Regions from separate parts of the Gossypium arboreum genome. Here region 2 is linked to region 1. Evidence: chromatin contacts called from public Hi-C data. All regions are on one chromosome and are shown on one strand. Each heading gives the region's core, a stretch centred on a gene start, on an enhancer-like site or on the middle of the called end of the contact. The rest is flanking DNA. Distances are from core to core; before and after follow the strand shown. Region 1 overlaps LOC108489256. Region 2 holds the start of LOC108489264.

Region 1 (7,575 bases), core at 1,539-4,038:
AGTGATGATTCTGCTGCTGGCAAGCCCATTAACATTATAGATGATCAACTTAGAAATTCTGGATCTAACTCTCCACCCTCTGGTTCTGCATCTGAGCATCAATTTCCTGATAAGAAAGATGCTTCAAGCCCCCAGAATTTGGGCAGTTATGCCGATATTGGAATGGTCCAGGACAACGGTCAATCATATGCTCCTTCAGAGCCACAACAGCAGCAAGATCCTCCTGAATTACCCAGTTTTTCGGTAAGCATAATCTTATAGACAATGACTCTTGTCACATCCAGAATGAGTTACCAGTACTTTGGATTCTGGAATAATTACCCTTTTTTTCATTGGTCCTTGCAATGGAATGTTCTATAATATGGTGTTGTCTTGATAGCAGGCATATGATCCCCAAACTGGTTATGATTTACCATATTTTAGACCTTCAATAGATGAAACTGCAAGAGGACAGGGTCTACTATCTCCTCAGGAGGTTAGTTCCAGTAACATGCATTTAGATAATATTCATTCCTGAAAGTGCTTGTTTATTTTTATCACTTAAATTGATGCAAATTTTAAATGGTACTCAGGCCTTAAGCGGGCATGCTGCCAACATTCCTGCATCAACAATACCAATGGTGCAGCAGCAACAACCTCCAGTAGCACAGATTTATCCTCAAGTTCATGTGCCCCATTATGCTAATCTTATGCCATATCGTCAGTTTGTCTCCCCGATTTATCTGCCACAGATGGCTATGCCAGGTTATTCCAGTAACCCTGCTTTTCCACATCCATCAAATGGTAGCAGCTACTTGCTCATGCCAGGAGGTAGCACTCATCTTGGTGCAAATGGCGTCAAGTATGGGATTCAGCAGTTCAAACCAGTCCCTGCAGGCAATCCTACTGGGTTTGGGAATTTTACCAGTCCGTCTGGCTATGCAATCAATGCTCCTGGTGTAGTTGGGAGTGCAACAGGTCTTGAAGATTCATCTCGGACCAAATATAAAGATGGCAACATATATGTTCAAAATCAACAGGTAAATAATTGTTCTTCATTCTAATAGCACTAGTGTATGAGCCCCATATAAACTAAAAATTGAGGCCTTTGTTTCAGAGATTAGAGTGTTTTTGAATGTCCTTTTTCGTCTGGGTTTGGGTTGAATTGTTCTGTCAAAACCACATGGTGTCTAGGTATCTTCTCAAAGAATGTTCCTGTCAGTGAGTTAAAAATAATGAACATTATGTAGATAATATCTAGGATGTCTGATTCAAGTTTTTAAGTTACTGGCCCTTGATTTTAATACTATTTATTGAGTCAGGGGTCTACTATGGATTTGGCTGCTCTTGATAATTTTTCATTCATTTTTCCCAATGCACCCATAGCCATTCTTCGTACGTGTTGAGCTGTAGTCAATGACTAGCCGGAGACATGTAAATTATGATCAAGAACATATTTGCCAAGCAATAGAGTTTCACCCTTACCTATAGGTTTTGTAGTTTGATTTTTGCACTTATGGAAATTGGCTTTTTTATGATAAGTCATCAGATCAAAATTGAGCGTGTTAAGAGCATAAATGAAAGATTATTTCAGTTTGTGCACCTTGAATTTTCTGTAATGCTACTTGTGTTTCTTTGGTTTAATAAAATGTTCTTTTGTCCTTGCCTTGTGTTCACTTGGTTAGTTTGATTTCATAGTCTCTTTGCTGACTGCATTGTTATTTGACAGGCTGATACATCAGATCTCTGGATGCAGAACCCAAGGGAGGTACCAAGCTTGCAATCTGCTGCATACTACAATATGCCACAAACACCACATGGTTATATGCCATCTCACACGGGCCATGCTTCTTTTAACGCTGCTGCTACACAATCTACTCACATGCAATTCTCGGGTTTGTACCATCCTCCTCCTCAGCCTGCTGCAATGGCAAACCCACATCATCTAAACCCTGCAATGGGTGCCAATGTTGGTTTTGGGGTTGCTCCAGCAGCTCCTGGGGCTCAAGTAGGTGCTTACCAACAGCCTCAATTGGGTCATCTTAACTGGACAACAAACTTCTGAATGGTATCAAGCTAACCCTTTGTCTTGTAAGGGAGTGAAGTAGCTATAGGAAGTTCTAAAATTTTCTTTGTGAAATAACCCACAATCGTTTTAATTCAATGCATAATGGTGTTTAATCTCTTCCAACTCCTTTTAATTGCTCTAAGCCATTGATGTTTGTCTAGCCTAAGCTTATTAATTAAAATGGAAAAATTAGAACATCTAGTTCTAACTTATTACTACTACCCACTGTAGTAATTCACCTAAGCATAGTGTACCACTCAAGTGTCAGATCCATATATGTGCCTTTGTTTTATTCATCCCATTGTTTATTATTACTACTACTAGTAATAGGAAGTACTATCATTGAAAGGGTTTATGTTGCATGATTCAGATCAGAGATGGATTTATTTTTTAAATGTTTGGGTGCCTTGCCCTGCCTTGGCTAGCCTAATGGGGATGGCTTTATCTGTTTGTTTGTTGAGAGGACTTGGACTGCCCGTGTGATCTCTTAGCTATGTTCCATTGCTATGCTAAACTTCAACCTGTTTGTTGTATTGGGACTTATGACTAGGCTAAACATCATATAATGTAATTGGATTAATTTGAATGAATAAAAGCTGATCTATGGACAGATGATGATGGTACTGGGAAAATGCGATGAACTTTATCTTTGTCGGCCCCCCATGGCTATACATTGTTATTCATAACGAGAAAGGAATCTCTACTTTTCTTATTTTTTGCGCATACCAACCTAGTGTATTCTGTATGGTCCAACCTTTCTCACGTACTATAAAGTGCCATTATAGCTTTTCTATGTTGCTCTGGGATAAAAATCTAAATAATTATTTTGTTCAATGTGACGAGCTTTCGTTTTGCCCTTAATCTCCAGTAAAAACCGTGACGGTTTTTCTACTTAGAAATATAGGTCTTGAGCTACTTATTTCTTACAAACCAGTATGACCGTCTGATCGAAGGTTAGATCATACCGGGATAACACGTGACCCTAAAAGTTGTTCTACAACGAGAAAAGAGGCTACTGTTTGATCACGAACATCATGTCACGTGTCAAAAGCCCATTGGATCAAGCATGGACAAAAATAAGTCTGGGCTTGAGCAAAGAAGAGTGGGATAAAATAATCGGTAGTACTTGTTGGCAAAGGAGCAACAAACAAATGTTTTGCAAATGCTTCACCAAGAGTTAAAAGGGTTTATGACAAATAAATGAGTGAATACATATAATAATAAACTACATCATTAGTCACTAGTCTATGAGTAAATTTTTGTTTTGGTCACTTAATTAAACAAGCTACAATTTGGTTATTAAACTATTCAAAAGTTTTCATTAAACTACTAAACTATTCCAAAGTTGTTATTTAAGTTATTGGGCTATTAAGTGTTTTTTTATTTTTATTTTTAAAGTTCCGCCAATTAGCTCTAAATGATGATTCGACGATCAATACGGTGGATCAGTACCCATCAATGAGTAGAAGAACAAATTTTATATTCAAGTCGATCTGACTCTCAGCGTTAGAGATCGAAAAAAAAAGTTGTTTGAATTTTGATTCTCAAATTTGGGATGTAAGTTGTTTCATGAGAAAAGACTAAACTAAAGAGGAGAGAGAGAGAGAGAGCTCTTGATTGATGTAGGTGCGAATAGAGAAAGCCATATATGATTAATATTAGCAGTTCAATGATTTAAATGAAAACTTTTGTATAGTTTAATGGCTAAATTGTAAGTTTGTTTTAATTAAGCGACTAAGATGAAAATTTACTTATAATTTAGTGACTAATAGTGTAGTTTAACTTATATATAGTCATTTGAAGTAATATTTAGGAAATTTCTTTTTTTATTTCCAAGCTACAATTTATTTATTTTTGGCACTGAAACAAGTATTACAAAATTCATAATTATAGAGAGAAGAAGGGATTTCTTGCTGACTTCGATATTGAAATAAATATGAAAATTTACTATTAAATCAATAGTAGACCTGTTCATGGGTCATGTTACTTGTTCATGCTCAAAGTACCGCTCGAAATTCAAGAGGGTTTAGACAGAAATATTAGGCTTGAAAAATAGGTTTGAGCAAAAAAATTAGGCTCATTTAAAATATGCGATGGGCTTGAACATTCAAGGTCCCGACCTGACTCGTTTTAAGTTTATAATATTTTTATGTTATGTTATTTTTATATATTATGTAATTCAGAACACATTTAAAAAAATAAACTTATATTAAATATATAATACTATTATAATATAAACATTAAAAAATGTTAAGATGACTATATAAAAATTTTAAATAAATAAAGAATGTATAAAATTATTAAATATTAAAATAAAATAATATAAATATTAAAAAAATTAAAAATAATATGTACAAATTTGAGCGAAAATTTAAGTTTAAATTTCGAGTCGGACTTGAACAAGCATAAAAATATTACTATTATGCTTAAACCCGACCCAAGTTCAATCCGACCTAACTCATAAACACCACTAATCGATAACAAGTTACAATCTATTTTTACTTGTATACATGCTCATTACTTTGTCACAATCTTTTTCTAAATTAGATTTATCAAATCAAAATCAGCTTTAAGCTTTATTAAAGCTTTATATTTTAATAAGTATAGGAGCCACGAGTGTAATGATTGAGCAAATAAGTACCCACATCGACCCATGCCCATCCCTTATTTTAATTTCATATTTTGTTGCCAAAATCCTAAGAAACAAAAGATGTTGTTTTGACAGCAAATACGAGTAGTGCAGTTGAAATCCATCAACCTATAAAAGAAAACGTGTCGGTGCTAACTATAGCAAAATTTCCCATATCTAATGGGAGACATATCATATATTTTAATATGGTGTTGCATTTGCATCCCAACACCTCAATCCAAAGTTTATTGCCACTAGCTAGGCATGCCCCCAGTTTGTTATTATTATACATCTGCTTGCGTGCTCTCTTGTCATGGATGCTTGAATACATGTATACATGCGTGTTGTATGTTATTATTTTAGTCAACTCAAAATTTGAATTTATAATATTAATATAATCGTTTTATTAATAGATGTCGAGTTATGAAAATTATTAGGCTTAATTTGATACTACTAATAGTATCAACATCTTCTAATTCTAATTGAAAAAGTCTAATGGTTGAGAAAGAAAGAAAACCTAGGTTGGGATGTTAGGAAATGAGCAGCAAACGAGTGCCCACCGATATATATCTCAAATGGTGACTATTTATCACAACTTTTAAGTCTTTGATAAAATTAATAACAAAACAAATTATACTTTACTCAAAGAATAAAAGCAAAAACAAAAACAAAAAAAAAAATTATACAAATATAAAGTTTATTGGATTTGAGATTCAAATATTAACATCTTTTATGCATATATGGTAATCTTTAATTAGTAATGATGTATAAAACCACATAATTATAAGTATATTCTATGTTGACAGCATAGCTTTGTGAAATATGATATTATAAACTAATTATGATTTGGATTGCATTAATTTCCTGTTCACCAAATCAGCTGCATGCATAATTATTTTGCTGATTTGCTAAAAAAGAAAGGGTGTTTTTGGGGTTTCCATTATCAAGTCCATTGATTGATTCTCTGTGTTTTATAATGTCTAACTCCCATGATTTAGTTAAAATTTTATTTATTTATATAGAAGTTAACGTAGATGTAGCATCACAATTTTTAATCTTTGTGTCTAGAACTATTCATAAATATTTTTTAATCTTTGAACCCACATCTTCCTATATTGACATTAATACCGATGCTAGACTCAATCGACTTGAATAGTAATACTTAAAATCTTTATATATAATAATAGCATACATTTTTGCTCTAAATTTATTGGTTGAATAATACTGATACTAGTCTTCACTCTTTACCTAAAGAGAAAAAAAAAAAAACTTGGTTGATCATTGTGAATCTTTAATAAATTTATAATACTAAACAATATTCTCACTAAATATATTAAAAATATAAAATTAGTTATCTATTAATCTATTTAATACAAAAGTTTTATATTAAACAGTATATGAGGAGGTGAGCCTCTCAAGAGCCTAAGGGGTTGCATGTATTTATATATTAAATAAATGACTTTAGCCTCGCAAAATAAATTTTATATTTTCATCTATTTTCCATTTTTATACTTTATTGGTGTTAGAGAGAAGGAAAAGGATTTTGAGTTAGTTTATTACTCCAATGAGCTAATCATTTTATTCAATTGTTGATGCAGCACTTCTTATGGATCACCAACGCATTGGTTTTGGAGTAGAGGTTCGAGATGAGAACGGAGCTTTCGTAGAGGCAATGTCCGGTCAGTTAGGCCTTTGTGTAGCCAAGGCAGTGGTTATATGAGAAGCTCTCTTGTGGATAACATTATCTTTGAATATGATTGCTTAGAGGTGTTCCTTGCTTTGAACTCACACAATCGCCACACCACTGAGTTCGGATTTTTTATTTGGTACTGTTCGCTGCAATCGCAATTTCAGCATCTATGATTTCATTAGATTCATTGGAGTCATAATAAGGCTGCTCACCAGCTCACTCGTGTGGCATTATTTCAAGCAAGCCCTCATCTTGTTTGTTAAATTTTTTATAATTGGAAGGGAGTTTAAGTTTGAGTGTATGGGATAAGTTTAATCTTTTAAACTTTTTACAATTAAATTAATATCTAATTAATTTGTAACATTAATTTAGCGAAATCGTGGATTTTGTCATCATGGGTGAAAGAAAATATTGTATGTTAAAAATGTTTTTATTTTAAAATTTATTTAATAATGAATATAGGTAGAGTACTAATTAATAATATAGATAAAGTGGTAATGAACTTGTATTTTAATGCTATTAAATATATATTCGATCCTTAAATTTGTAATTTTTTATTTAAAGATGATATAAAAGTGTGAAGAGATAACATTGTCATAATTATAATATTAATTATAATTTAAAAGGAGTATTTCTATAATTTCTAAAACTAATATTTTTAGGCACCAATAAAATTTTGCCACATCATCAAAATTTAAAGACATGAAATTATTATTATATTCCCATCCATATTCAACTTACTCTCCAATTTTAGTGTTTTTTAAATAAAAACATAAATAATTAAAATTAAAAAATCAAATAACATAAAAACTTTATAATTTACACAATTCTTATTATTGAAATGCAATATAATTTTTACTTTTAAAAATGTATAACATGGAATAGAAAACAGTTTAAAATGGGAAAAGGAAAAATCCACGGTCTAGAAAAAAAATAGTTAGCACAAAAATAAAAAATATATTAACTCATAGAAAATAAAATGATTAAAAATTGTAAAAGAAGAAAAATGTTTGTTTATAATTTAAAAATTAATTATTTTTCAATTAATTTAATTAAATTTAAATTAAGTTGAAAAGATAGTAGATATAGATTAGTATATAATATTATTTTATTAATCTTTAAAATTTAATGGCGTGGCGATTGAGTTTTAGCTAGATTGACATCGACATTGTTGTCAGTGGATTTAAGTTTGATGAAACGCATTATACT
Region 2 (7,575 bases), core at 1,395-3,894, 77 kb after region 1:
TAGTACAGGGGCCTCTATGGTGCTTTTACCCAACAAAATTACATGCAAATGTTAATCCTGAGAGCATAAAAGCTGACACAGCAAGACTGGAAGTAATGTCAGCAATAAACAATTTGAAGAAAGCTACCCACTGCGACTTCAAATTCAAAGCTAGAATTTCAAGTTAGCCTTTTCTTATACTGCATTGCTTGTATTTTCATTCTTGAATGATGGTTTTAAGAATCTACTTCTCAGTACTGGTTTAGCCAATTCCATGGGCTTTGCTACATCCAGGGAGATTTCTCTTGTACAAGTCTATACCTACTTGACATTTGGCATTTTTTAATCTAATCATTTATGTATATATAAGGGAAAGATGTAAGTTGCATGCTTAATAGAAATGAAAATTCTATGAAACAGAACAGAAATACACAAAACGCATGCAACAAGAAATCAGCCCACGCCATCAGTGCAGACTAAAATTGTTCATGATGTAGGGCTAAGGAAAGCATACCTTCTGAGCTTTCTAGTTGAGGCATGCCAGAGGGTGACACTTCATTAGAATTGCACCCTAAAGCCTGCCCAGTGTCTGCTACAATATGGGTCTCACGCTTCTCATTTTCAAGCAAACCCTCAACCTCCATGAGTTCATCATCTGTCGCAGGCACTAATCTTCCATTCCCATCAACCTGTATGAAATAAATTTCAATTTCAGATTGCAAATAAGAATAAATCAAACCTGAAGGTAGGAACTTAATTTTTTTTTTTTTTTGTTGATCATCACAACTCATGAACTATACTTTCAATAAAATAAAAACTTGAATATTTCAATACTTTAGCAGAACTCAAGAAACCTGTGTGTTTCTCGAGTAAAGCCTACTAGCTGTGAGATATTTTCAAAAACCAACAGAAGGGTTACAAGTGTTATTTTATTTTTCAAAATGAGATATATCCCTTTCATTCAGATATGTAAAAGCATCATTCCTTTTAATCTTTTATAATAGACTTGCTAACCAAGAACACTTCAAAAATAAGATTCAAGCTAATAGAATAACATAAAGTTAACTGAGATTAATTAGCTTTAACTAAGCAAAAGCTCAAACATGGTATCTCCCTTTTAAAAACCTATTGTTCCAATACTGATTGTAAATATCGTATTGCCTCCCAACTAATATTTTGACATGACCACATCATGTCATCAAAACCCAACCTGCACTCAAGACCATACTGACCTTCCCATTTTGTTTTCTAAATGAATAAATGGTAGTTACTCACCAAATTCATTTGCCTTTCACAAACCAGTAACTAGCTAATTTGGCCCCAAAAATTGCTGATATATAAAGGACCAATAATCAATGACTGGTAGTGTAGAAAACACAATACAACACTTCTAATATATTTTATTTGACACAATCAAATAACTTTCTTATTGATTTTTTACATTAATGTAACTCAGATATCAAACTAAAGCAAATCCAAGTCAACATTCTTGGTTCTTGCATGCCTACACGGGAAAATGGGAAGAAGGCACAAGTTATTTGTATATCAGTGGGGGGGGGGGGGGGGAAGATTAGCTGAAAGAGGTACCCGGACGAGCTTGTAAACAACTGGATCAGTAACATTCTTTGGTGAAGATAAAACAAAGTTACTTGTCTCAAGGCCAGTCTCTTCAAATTTCCCTTCATCACTCCCCTCAACTTCAACCACTTTTTCCATGGAAAATCCAAGACATGCAGCTTAAAAACAAAAACTGGAAACCAAAACCAAAAAAAAGGCCAAATGAATAGATTCATCAATTTTCATTGATATTTCAAAATGAAATTTTCATTTATGGACGGAAGAAAAAAAAAACACAGCAAACAGAAGTCAAATCTTGCACTTGCAATATGGATATAATTTATTAGGTCACTTGAACTTGCTCAACAGTCAAATAACCTGCTTTCTTGAATTGATTACCAAATTCACCGAAAACAGTCCAAATTTTAACACAGCGTACAATATAAATACTAATCCACACACAGACACAAAAATAAAACCTATATTTCAAAGTAAACAAAAACGTGATAAAACAAGCTAATACATTAAAATTTCCACTTAAAAATATACAAAACAGCTCTTTTAATGTACCAAAATCCCCAATTCAATAAATTGAAACCCTAACTCTCAAATTCTAACAACCTAAAGTAAAATATGCACGTTCTCTATCTAATTATATTTCCATACAAATAAACAAGAAAAAAGAAAGAAAGAACACATAAAAACCTCACAGTTTTCTATAATTTATCAAATAAATTGCATTTTAACTACACATAAAGAGGAGGAAAAATTAAATTTTAAAGAAAAAAATTAAGGAGTTTGTCACCATAGGACTGTGATTGCTGACCGAGTTGACTCAGCCCCCCTCCAAACGACAAACAAGAAAAGGACTGAACGTGGCAAATTTGTAGCGAGTTAGATGCGTTACAACTGAGTTGATAAAGCGAGTTAACGAATGAAAGAGAGAAACTTCGAGAATAAGGTAAAGGATTTTTCTTTTTTAGTGAGAATTTTTTGCGTTTTTTTTTTTTCTTTTCCTTTTAGCGAGCGCTTTGGGCGAGTGAATGCGAGTTTCCTTTTTGTCACGCTTTTTCAGTACGCTGAGTTTACTGTCATACAGTTCCGGATTTGAAATGTTCTTAATGTGTAATTTTATAAAATGGCGTAGAGTCCGGGATAATTTTTCGGGAAAGTCTTTTTGTCTTTTTGCGTACGGTTTACAGAATACTTTCTCTTAGGTTCGCTTTCTCTTTTTCTTTTCTATCCGGTCTGAACGAGATAAATTTAATTTTGAATTTTTGGATTGATTTAATTTAGTGAACTACAATTAATGTTATAATTTGCTAATAAGTTGTATTTTAGTCTATTTTGAAATGTTTCAAAATTATTCAAAAAAATTATTTAAATTATTAAGTTATTAAAATTATTGTTATATAAATTTTTCTATTCATCTTGTCTACATAAATAAAAAGTTATTATTATCTTTCTCTTCTACAATTTAAATTTTTTTCATAAAAGAACTTTAAATGTCATAAATTTATGAACTAAAATCTAAATAATTTTCTTCTTTGATCTCCAACACTAATCATTAGGTCAACTTAAATTTAAGGTATATTATTTCACTCATCGATATGTATTAACCTACTATACCAGATATCGAATTGTCAATTGAAGCTCTCTAACCAATTTAAAAAAAAAAAATTAACGATCTAGTTATTTAAATAAAAACTTTCAAATATGTCAATAACTTAAATGAAAACTTTTGAGTAATTTAGTGATCATTTTATAACTTTTAAAGTTTAATGACTAAATTGTAAATTTATAGTGGCTGTAAGTACAATTTACCCAATTAATTTTAGGTTGAAATCAGTTTTGGGTTAAAGTTATTTTTACTTTAATCATTTTCGATTCTAAGTCATTAAGAATTGGTACTCAAAATTTTAGATTCTTTGGATTATATATATATATATATATATATATAACGACTCAATTTCTTTGGATTATACAATGAGTTAGCCTAAATTGCTTTGGTAATGTAATATGATATCACACATTTAGATCTAGCAATTGAGTCGAATGTTACAATATTATTTAAAATCAATAATTGAATTATGTAAATACTCTATTTTAGATTCAAGTGAATCAAGTTTCTTATTTAAGGTTCATTTGGAAGGACAGTGAGATTAAAAATAATAATAGCGACGAGATTAAATATTATAGCAATAAAGTTAAAACTTGTGATGGAACATATATATTTAGATGCAAATGTAGCAGTAGCAATGAGGTTAATAGTAGTAAAAATATAAAATGACCTTTAAAGATATCAAATTAAAAATTTTAGGATAAATTACTTAATTAATCACCCAATTTTTAAACATTTTCATTTTAATAACTTAAATAAAAATATTTACAATTTAATCACTACCATTACAATAATTAAACATTTTAATCACTCAATTATTAACTTGGTAATAATTTTGAATGCAACGTTCCACATCATGTCCACAAAAGCAATAATTTTACAAGTAAAAAATTCGGTTGAATATAATGAAAAACTAGTGGCTTTGGGTTTTTAACCCTAAACCAATGAAACCAAAGAGTGACTATTACTTTGGATAGTCAATCGAAAGAAAATAATTTACAGTACTTAATCTTATTACCACTATTATTTTTACTCTAATCGCAGTTAAATGTACAATTCATTTAAACTTATCCTTAATTTAGAAAAATTAGAGAGTCCAAATTAAAGATGTTACCACTAGAATCTCCTCAAAACTCTATTAATTTTCAAAATATAAGCAACTATATATTTTATCATTCTATTAAAATTCTAAATATAAATAACTTAATATATTTTAACAGTCTACTGTATTATAAATTTGGAAAACTAAAGTTTTGGAATCTAAACTCAATCCATATTTTAAATAAATATTTTTATTCAAATTTATTTTTTAAGAATAATGTTTTTCCCCATCTTTTAATATCGGATTTTAAACAAATCTTTCAACTTCGAGTGAATAATCAGATTTTAAACAAATGTAACCATAAATTGAAAAAAAAATTGGCCAAAAATCATAAATTGAGATTTAATTTCAAAATAAAATAACAAATATCAATCAAGATAAAAGTGGAATAAAAAATATCATTTAATCAAAATGTTGATGTACAGTACAGCTAGCCCATTCAAGAGATGTCCATCCCTCAAATCAGTCAAGCTCCAAAAAGTTTGTTCGGGCTTAAAAGCCCATATTCTTTTCAATAAAATCTAAAATTCTGCTATTTCTTTTAATATGCATTACCTTACCATTTTAGTTTATATATTTTAATTTAATATTTTTGTTTTTATATTTTTAAAATTTTAAAACTTAAGTCATGATTAAAATCTAGTTGCTTGATATTAAATTTCGTTGTTTCCATACTTTTTTTTTTTATGCGAAAAACATATTATTATTTTGAATAATTTTATTATAAGTTATGATTATATCTGTTTATTTTTACATAATATTTAGAATTATCAATATCTCTTCTTCAACTCGTAAATAGGAGGATAATGTGCTTTAACGCACTTGAACTCACATCCTTCTACATTGACAACAATACCCATATTTTAAAATATACAATGTCATGTCAACTTGCTACTTTTGCATAATATTTACAAAAAGGCCACATTATTTTATTTAATGGATTTAAAAGGTTTTCATACTAATTAGGATTAAAATTTCAAAATTAAAAAATATAAAGATGATCAAAGTGAAAATAGAGACTAAATCCGTAATTTATAAGACTAATAGTAGAATTTGGCCTAATGGATTTTATTGTTATTGTTTAGTTCAAGACTAAAATTTTAAAATTCAAAAGTATAGGGACTAAAATTATTAATTATTTAATTAAAAGTACATAATTAAAATTGACCAAATTAGAATATAAGGATTAAATCCACAATTTACCGTGACAGGACTAATAGCAAAAGTTAATATTGATAAAATAATAAATATTTAAAAAGGATTTTATAGTAAATTTTATGTATTATAATTAAATTTAAATATTTAAATATTTAATTCTAAAATTGGAGTTCGATATTTGATTTCAATTTGATCAAACATCTATTTTTAAACTTGAGCTCAAGTTTGATTAAATTCGTCTATCAATTTTCGTACTCAAGTACTTGATTCAATAATTAAGACTTGGGTTAATAATAGGCGTAATGCCAAAAATAGCTCCTAATGTTTGATTGTTTGGTCACTTTAGCCATTTATCTTTTTTTTTTGGAGCACTTTAACCCCTAACATTTATTTATTTATTTTGTCAATTTGGTCTATTTTTAATAGACATGTTGATGTGGTTGTTAAATGTTTAACAGCGCTGATGTGGAAATTTTATTTTATTCCACCTCGACGCCAACGTATTCCACATGTAATTAAAATAAAAAATAATTCAAAAAAACTTTTATTCATTAAAAAAATAATTAAAAACATCAAACGTTAAACACGCAAAAACTGAATTGTTTCAGAAATGAGAAGGCCGATCCTAAAAAAATAAACACTTGAATCAGAAAATCTAAAAAAAGAGAGAGCGAATATTGAACCCTAACTCGAGAAAGTAAAAAAGTTGTGCAAAAGAAGATTACCCAAAGCCTGTTGCAGAATTGCATTTTAATTTTCGATGATATTTATGTAGGCTTTCTATTTTGGGTATGTTTCTGAAAATTTTTACATTGAAAACATTATACATGTTATTTCAATTTTAGTTTAGGGTTTTAGAGTGGGTGGTCTTGTATAGCCAACCAAATTTTAAAATTTGGGCTATTTAGCCCTAATCCCTCTCATATTTTGTCCCTTATTCTAATAGCTCCTATTTCAATTAAAACTATTAATTTACACATTTGACCTCTAATTTAAAAACTATTCCAATTTAATCCCTAGTAATATTTACTTATTAACACGGTTTTTATTAAGTAATTAATTAATTAATTATTTTTATTTATTTATTTATTTTATTTTTAATTTCTACTACACTAATCTCGATATCTCACTTGAGCCCACGATTTAAATTACTCGATTCTACTAACCTGACTTTTAGGGTGTGGCAGTATATGTAACAAACTAATGTAGTATACAATTATTGCTATAGGCAACGATGTGGGTTTAGGGTCATTTTGTTAGTTACTTTTGTTCATGGTGCCTACAATTACCCATACAAAGAACTATTTTGTACATGACATACGATTGTCAAATATCCAATATTTTAGTGCATGTAACATTCTCTTATATCTCCAATTGCTCACTTTCTTTATATTTCCCTCAAATTAGCTACAAATACCAATTCAAATGTGGGCAATTTATGTCAACAACAAAGTTTGAAGGTACTAGATATACAAAACACAAGAACATGACACCATGCTTTTCAAATTATAACATTCTACATAATGTGAAACATAAGATAAATAATACATTGCAAATAAACATTTTCTTGTAAAACTCTGTCTCTTTCTTGAGTGATTTACTCTTTTGCTTCAAGCTCATAATCTTTATCTTTGATTTAATGTGATCCACCACATCATCTTTGACCTATTTATAATCGTTCTCTTTACCTGTAACGACCTGATAATCGTGGGTGTTGGAAAATGCATTTCTAGGATTTCGTTTTCGTAAATCGGATTTAAAAATATTTACGAAGCTAGTTGTGTAGTTAATTAGGTTTCGCTTAAGTGAATGTACATGAATTAAAAGTAATTAGATATAAAGACTAAATTGTATGAAGGGCGAAAGTTGAATTATAGTTGAATTATAGATTAAAAAGACTAAAGAAACAATTATGCCATGAGGCGGCATAAGATGAAATTTAATATAAAATTTAGAGTTAAAAATATATATATATTATAATAGATTTACTTAATATTTAAGTATATATATTATATTATAATAATAAAACAAATAAATAAAAGGAAAAAAAAAGAAATAGAAAAAGAGACAAAGTAGAAACGAAACAGAAAAGAAAGAAAGAAAGAAAGAAAAAAGAAAAGGGAGAAAGAAAGAGACGAAGGCATTGGGGATTCAAAAA

Evidence for each region. A called contact is a pair of places that touch in the nucleus more often than the background predicts.
Region 2: a contact with region 1 is called in a Hi-C map of leaf, with 3 times the contacts expected there. The contact joins the promoter of LOC108489264 here to the enhancer-like site in region 1. A contact is called at or near these places in 3 of 5 Hi-C or Micro-C datasets (all in leaf).

The regions. Positions count from the first base shown.
Region 1 is chr10:5,460,918-5,468,492 of ASM2569848v2, forward strand. LOC108489256 reads left to right here. Exons shown (of 10, transcript XM_017793659.2): 7 at 1-243; 8 at 383-475; 9 at 573-1,019; 10 at 1,709-2,642. The coding sequence ends at 2,044. Among protein-coding and RNA genes, the nearest start is that of LOC108488655, 7.0 kb to the right of the region's middle. Within about 2 kb of position 2,789, at least 2 of the 2 cell types and tissues checked have an H3K27ac peak or open chromatin away from gene starts, as enhancers often do. A contact at or near this core is called in leaf, where this site is marked.
Region 2 is chr10:5,538,487-5,546,061 of ASM2569848v2, forward strand. LOC108489264 reads right to left here and starts at 2,645. Exons shown (of 9, transcript XM_017793669.2): 1 at 2,342-2,645; 2 at 1,567-1,729; 3 at 494-668. The coding sequence starts at 1,695.